Regions from separate parts of the Mus musculus genome. Here region 2 is linked to region 1. Evidence: chromatin contacts called from public promoter capture Hi-C data. All regions are on one chromosome and are shown on one strand. Each heading gives the region's core, a stretch centred on a gene start, on an enhancer-like site or on the middle of the called end of the contact. The rest is flanking DNA. Distances are from core to core; before and after follow the strand shown.

What was found. Capture Hi-C pulls out chosen DNA fragments and counts their contacts.
Region 2: a contact with region 1 is called in a promoter capture Hi-C map of liver, with 2.4 times the contacts expected there. The contact joins the promoter of Desi1 here to the promoter of Gtpbp1 in region 1. A contact is called at or near these places in 2 of 9 other capture datasets (adipose tissue and liver).

The regions. Positions count from the first base shown.
Region 1 is chr15:79,689,529-79,692,223 of GRCm38.p6, reverse strand. Gtpbp1 (GTP binding protein 1) reads right to left here and starts at 1,328. Exons shown (of 12, transcript NM_013818.2): 1 at 1,126-1,328. The coding sequence starts at 1,317.
Region 2 is chr15:82,014,863-82,017,557 of GRCm38.p6, reverse strand. It overlaps Desi1 (desumoylating isopeptidase 1), which reads left to right and starts at 1,338. Exons shown (of 6, transcript NM_134095.3): 1 at 1,338-1,680. The coding sequence starts at 1,593. Xrcc6 (X-ray repair complementing defective repair in Chinese hamster cells 6) reads right to left here and starts at 1,189. Exons shown (of 13, transcript NM_010247.2): 1 at 1,083-1,189; 2 at 360-448. The coding sequence starts at 435.

The DNA of each region.
Region 1 (2,695 bases), core at 79-2,578:
AATCCACCTGCCTCTGCCTCCCAAGTGCTGGGATTAAAGGCACGCACCACCACTGCCCAGCTCTCTTCTAATTTTTGCAACACATCTGCATTTTCTTGATGAGATGCTGGAGAAGTGAGAGGTTAAGAAAGTTTCCTAAGGTCACAGACCCTTTTAATGGCAACAGTTGGAAGGGAAGCCCAGTCCCTCCCTTGGCATCAGTTTCTTTAGTGATGTTTGACACTTTCTAAACACCAGTAACATCTTATAGTTACTTTCTTATTTTCCACAATGCCAAGTAAGTGGTGAGATCTTCATTTCTGCCTACCTTCTCAACACCGCAGAAGATGCTACTTAAAGATGCCCTTCCATATTGCATGAATACAAGAGGTGGCTCCACTCGTAAGTGGCAAGGCTGAGGGTCATGCCTATTTTTTTTTTTAATTATAACAAGGCAGGGTGTGGGAAGGCGACGAGTGCCACGGTGTACGAATCAGTTCTCTCCTTCACTAGGTGAGTCCTGGGGATCGAACTGAGGTTGTCAAACTTAGGAGGCAAGCCCCTTTACCTGCTGAGCCATCTTGTCGGTCCCATCTTTTTATTTTATTTGGGTGGACACGGAAAGAGGACGCTCCTCGGACATCATTCTCGCCGACTGAGCAACTACTTTCTGTTTACTTTCCAGAGACCAGGAAGAGAAACGGCTGCCACCCCTTAGACTGGCTACCTGTCTTCGTGAGTATCCCGCCCCCTGCCCAAGCCACCTTGACACTTGGTCCTCCGGGATGCTCCTAGAAGAGGAAGACCCTGCGTCTCAGGGACCCCCCTCCTGGGGAGGGCGGGCTGATCCACACGGGGACAGGGACACAGGGCGCGCGGCCCGAGTCGGGAACCCCGTTCCACGTGGCGGAGCCAAGTGGCAGCGATCGAGGCGGGAGCGGGAAGCGCGGGAGGCCGGGTGGACGCTGCCCGGTGCGGAGAGTGGGCCCGGGCCCGGCAGGTTCGGGAGAGCGGCAGGTGGGCGGGCTGCATCCCTTCAGCGCTCCCGTGAGCCGTGCCACTGGACAGCCGGCTGCCCGCCGTCGCCTCGGAGACCGTCCGGCCCCTCCGCGTACCCCTGGCCCCGCCGCCGCCTCCCGGGCCTACCTTGCTGGTGAGGTCCAGCTCCGGCTCGCCGTTGAGCGCCTCGCCGTCCTCGCTGCAGTCAGAATCGAAGCCGCCATGGAGTCGGGCCGCGGCCGCGGCGGCCCGAGCCGCCCCCGGAGAGCTAGGCTCGGGGGCGAACATCGAGGCCGGCACCGGCGAGTCGACCGGGGAGCGACTCCGCTCCGCCGCCATCTTTAAGAACTTAAGCTAATTCGCAGCCGGCCGCCCGCCCTCCCTCCCTGGCTCATTTAACTAATTTATGCTCGGCCCCGCCCCTTCTTGTTAGAATAATTTATGCGCGGCTTCCCCGCCTCCCGAGACTGTCACGTATCTCTAGCGGAGACACAGAAGACCCAGTCTCTCATTTACCAATCGTCGCAGCTCTCTCAAATACTTTAATGAATAATTAATGAGACCAAAACCCTAACAACAAACGTCGTAGTGGTCGGGAGCCTTGGTCCCACCTCTAGTGGGGCCAACACAGCGTGCACGCTACCTGCCTGGATCCTTCCCGCCAACGGGAGCGAAGCAGAGGTTTGACTGACTTGACAACAATCCAATGAAAAGAGGCATCCATTCTTTACTCCCCACCTCACTTTCCAGAGGCGGGGCCAGCCTCCAAATCATACTGCAAAACAGTCCCGCCTGGAGCCTCTCAAAATGATGGACAAGGGCGGGACCCAATCTTGTCCTCCCTAAGTCCCGCGCGTCTGGCCGCCGCATACCCAGATAGTAAACTGTGAAATGAGCCTGGCACTCCGAATGATTGAAGGCAGTTGCTGCAACACTGTGTCCGGCGTGCTGGCATGCGCAAGGCAATTTTTATAGTAGAATCGATGCTATGTATTCCAGGAGTGGTAATATTACAGCCGCCAGACCAAGACAATTAATTAAATGCTGACCTCAGGGAGTTCCATTCATGACTCCTCGGAGAGCAACTGAGTGAACAGAAAGATGTTGACAGCCCAAACTCTAGCGTAAATCCCCTCACGTTTTTGGTGAACAGCTGAGCCACAGGTCTAGGATCTGTCAAGGTAGTTTCTTGTGGCTTATTTTTCAGTTGCCACTTGTGGAAAGTCCCAGTCCAAAAAAAAAAAAAAAAACCCGCCGTTCGTGTACCTGAAATTCCCGTTTCAAATGTCTGAAAAATTTAGACTATTAGGTGAGTTCTGTTTTTTACCAAGATCTAATTATGCTGGCTGGACCTGGCCACTCCTCCTGGTAATAGATTAAAAAAAAGAGCAGCCGCCTGAGGAAGTACGAGAAATTTAGGGATTGGACCACAGGATGTATATAGTAAGTAAGGAAAAGGGTACAATATAGCCGTCACCTAATTCGGGGAGAGTCTTGTCCTCATTTTTAACGTACTACCAAGTCTGTGAGCAGATGCTGCTGGAAACCTGACCTTAATGGTTTTTTACTGAGATTTGTTTTTATTTTGTATGAATGGTGTGTGTGTGTGTGTGTGTGTGTGTGTGTGTGTGTGTATGTCTGTGTGCCACCTTTGTGCAGGGCCTGTAGAGTCTAAATGGGGCACCGGAACCCTTTTGGACTAGAGTCGCAGACGATT
Region 2 (2,695 bases), core at 89-2,588, 2.3 Mb before region 1:
TGGCTCCCTTTTGCACCAGACATGTACAGAGGTGTACACACATACATAAAATAAAAATAAGTAGATTTTTTTAAACAATCAAAAATATGTAAAAAATAAAGTGACAAATATTACCATGGACAGAGTCATTTATTGAAGATTAATAAATTCTCTATCGTGGTTAGTAAAAAAAAAAAAAGGAAAATAGGGTTAGGAATGTTCATAGAGTGAAATAGGATCTAAATAATAACTGTAAAACTCAAAGGGAGAAAAAATATTTTAGATTATCTGAGGAGAAAAGGGAGGGATATCAGACAACATAAAGTGCTCCCAGCAAAAAAAAAAGTACACAGCGAAAATCTTCCACACAGGCCACTTACCACCTGTGTCGGGGCTCTCCTCCTCCTCTTCCTCTTCCTCGCCCTCAGTTTTGTAGTAGGACTCCCACTCTGACATGTTGGTTTGCTCACTAGGTGAGAGAAGTTATGAATTTAAATGAAAAAAAAAAAAAAAAAAAAAACCAAGGCAGGTAGCTCTGTGGTAATGCGCTTTCCTACAGTGTACCCGGACCTATGCCACACACACCAGAAAAAAAAAGAGAGACAGACAGACAGACTTCTGGGTTCTCTTTAGATCTGTTCTAAATGCTCGGGTCACTAATAAAGAATGTGAATGATGGCTCCTGCTTCCTCCAAAGCTCTCCATATCATTGGAGAGGCAAGAGAAATGTGCATGGGGTCATTGCTGCAACAACCTCCCCTTGGCTATCCCTTAAGGATGCTGCAGGACCAAAATGGCTAGGGGTGAGGGCGAGGTATAACATAGCGGCTCAGCACTGAAGGTCCTATCTCGAGCTCCAACTGGACTGGGACGGTACTTGGTGCTCTGGCTGAAACATTCGTCTTCATTTCTCCCCCAACCTTCAGCTAGAGATTGGCTCAACCACCAGTCCTGTTCCGCCTTCTGGGGAGAAAGGAGCATGACCCAGGTCCTGCAGGTCGACAGCGCTGCTCCGTGGTGAGGCCAGGGGTCGCGCGACACTAAGCGTGCAAGCAAGCCACCAAGGCAGGCCTCATCCAACACATGTGGTGCGGCGAACCTACCTTAACCGCAGGCGGGCAAGCCACTGGGACAGCAGAAGGTGGGCACCACGTCCACGCGGGCTCCTTGTCTCTCGCCCAATCAGCGACGTTGCGTCATCACGCACAACACGCCCTTCGACCCTTCAAGCGGGCACGCCCACTCGCATTTCCCGCTTCCACCCCCTGTTCCCTAAACTGGAACGCTTGCGGCCAGAGAAAGCCCCGCCCCTCGCTTGAAGCTCCGCCCCCGAAACCCGTCAGCACCGAACGCACATGCGTGAAAGTGCGTCCCCGCCCCTGCCCCCTGTTCCGTGCGGAGTCTCTGGGATCTCTCTCTCTGTCACCTCACAGTAGTCGTTGCCGGTCGCGGGTGTCCGGGCGCGAGCAGCGCAGGGCCGCCTCTCCCCCGCCCTCAGGCCGGGCCCCGGCTCGGTCCCCCGCTCCCTCTTCTCCCCACCCCGGTCGGGTACCGGAAGGTCCAAGCCGCTGCCGGGTGCCCGAGGGCCATCGTGGCCGCCGCCACGGGTCCTGATGGAGCCGCCAAATCTCTATCCGGTGAAGCTCTACGTGTACGACCTGTCCAAGGGCCTGGCCCGCCGGCTCAGCCCCATCATGCTGGGTGAGGGGACCGGGGTCAGTGGGAAGAAGGCAGGTGGCCGCTGGAAGCGATCCACCGAGGGGGGTGGGGGAAGACGGGCCCATGGGTGGTAGGAAAGATCCACTAGGGCAAGGACAGTGAGGTGGGATTCCCTGAACCCCTGTCCAGCTTCATGATCTAAGCCAAGGAGACACACGCTCCGGCTGAGAGCAAGCTCCTCTTCAGCTAGAGACTGGGGCTAGCCGACTGATCTTGGTGGATTCCCCAAGAAGCCAGGGAACCCTGCTTCTTTAGCTCAAAGTAGAGAAAGTGAGGATACCTCCAGCTCGTGTCCCTGGTGGTGGAAGCAACACTGCAGACGAGATCCTCTGGTGTCCCTCGGAGCGACTGCCCTCCGCGCCAAAAGGAAATTCCCTCTGCAGTCCTTGGAGTGGATGGGAAGAGAGCGCTAGAGCGGTGGAAGGCTTGAGCCCTTGCCGGCTCCAGGTTAGGTCAAGTCAGGTCACCCTGAGCCAGATCTTGGAACTAATTACGTTCTGTCCGACGATGCAATTTTCGCTCAACAGTTAATTGCTTTTGACCAGATGGTAAGAAAGCAGTTCTGGGGGAGGACCGGATGCTGTATCGGTGAGGATATCGGTTGTGCTCAGTTCAAATGGTTTCATGCTGAGAGAGAAAAAGAGCCCTTCAGTGTAGGTCCAACTTCACTTCAAGTCAAATACCAAAATGTCTGTCATATAGGATTTGTCAGGCTTGTCATTTCAGGTAATGGTGGACAGGAATGGATTTCAGGGATTGAAACTGACATAGTTTTGCATCATTCAATAAATAGCTATAGTGTTTCCTGGAGACATTGGAGGAAGGCCTATTTCTTAAGGAACACAAGGGGCAGGGATCAAGGAAGCAAGGCAAGTTTTGAGGACATCCATTTGTGATGTGTCACTGAGTTGAACTTACTAATCCTTTAACCCTGGGGCAGCGAGTGGTTTCTAAATGTGGTTTCCCATCAGAATCATCTAGGATGTTCGTTAAAAAC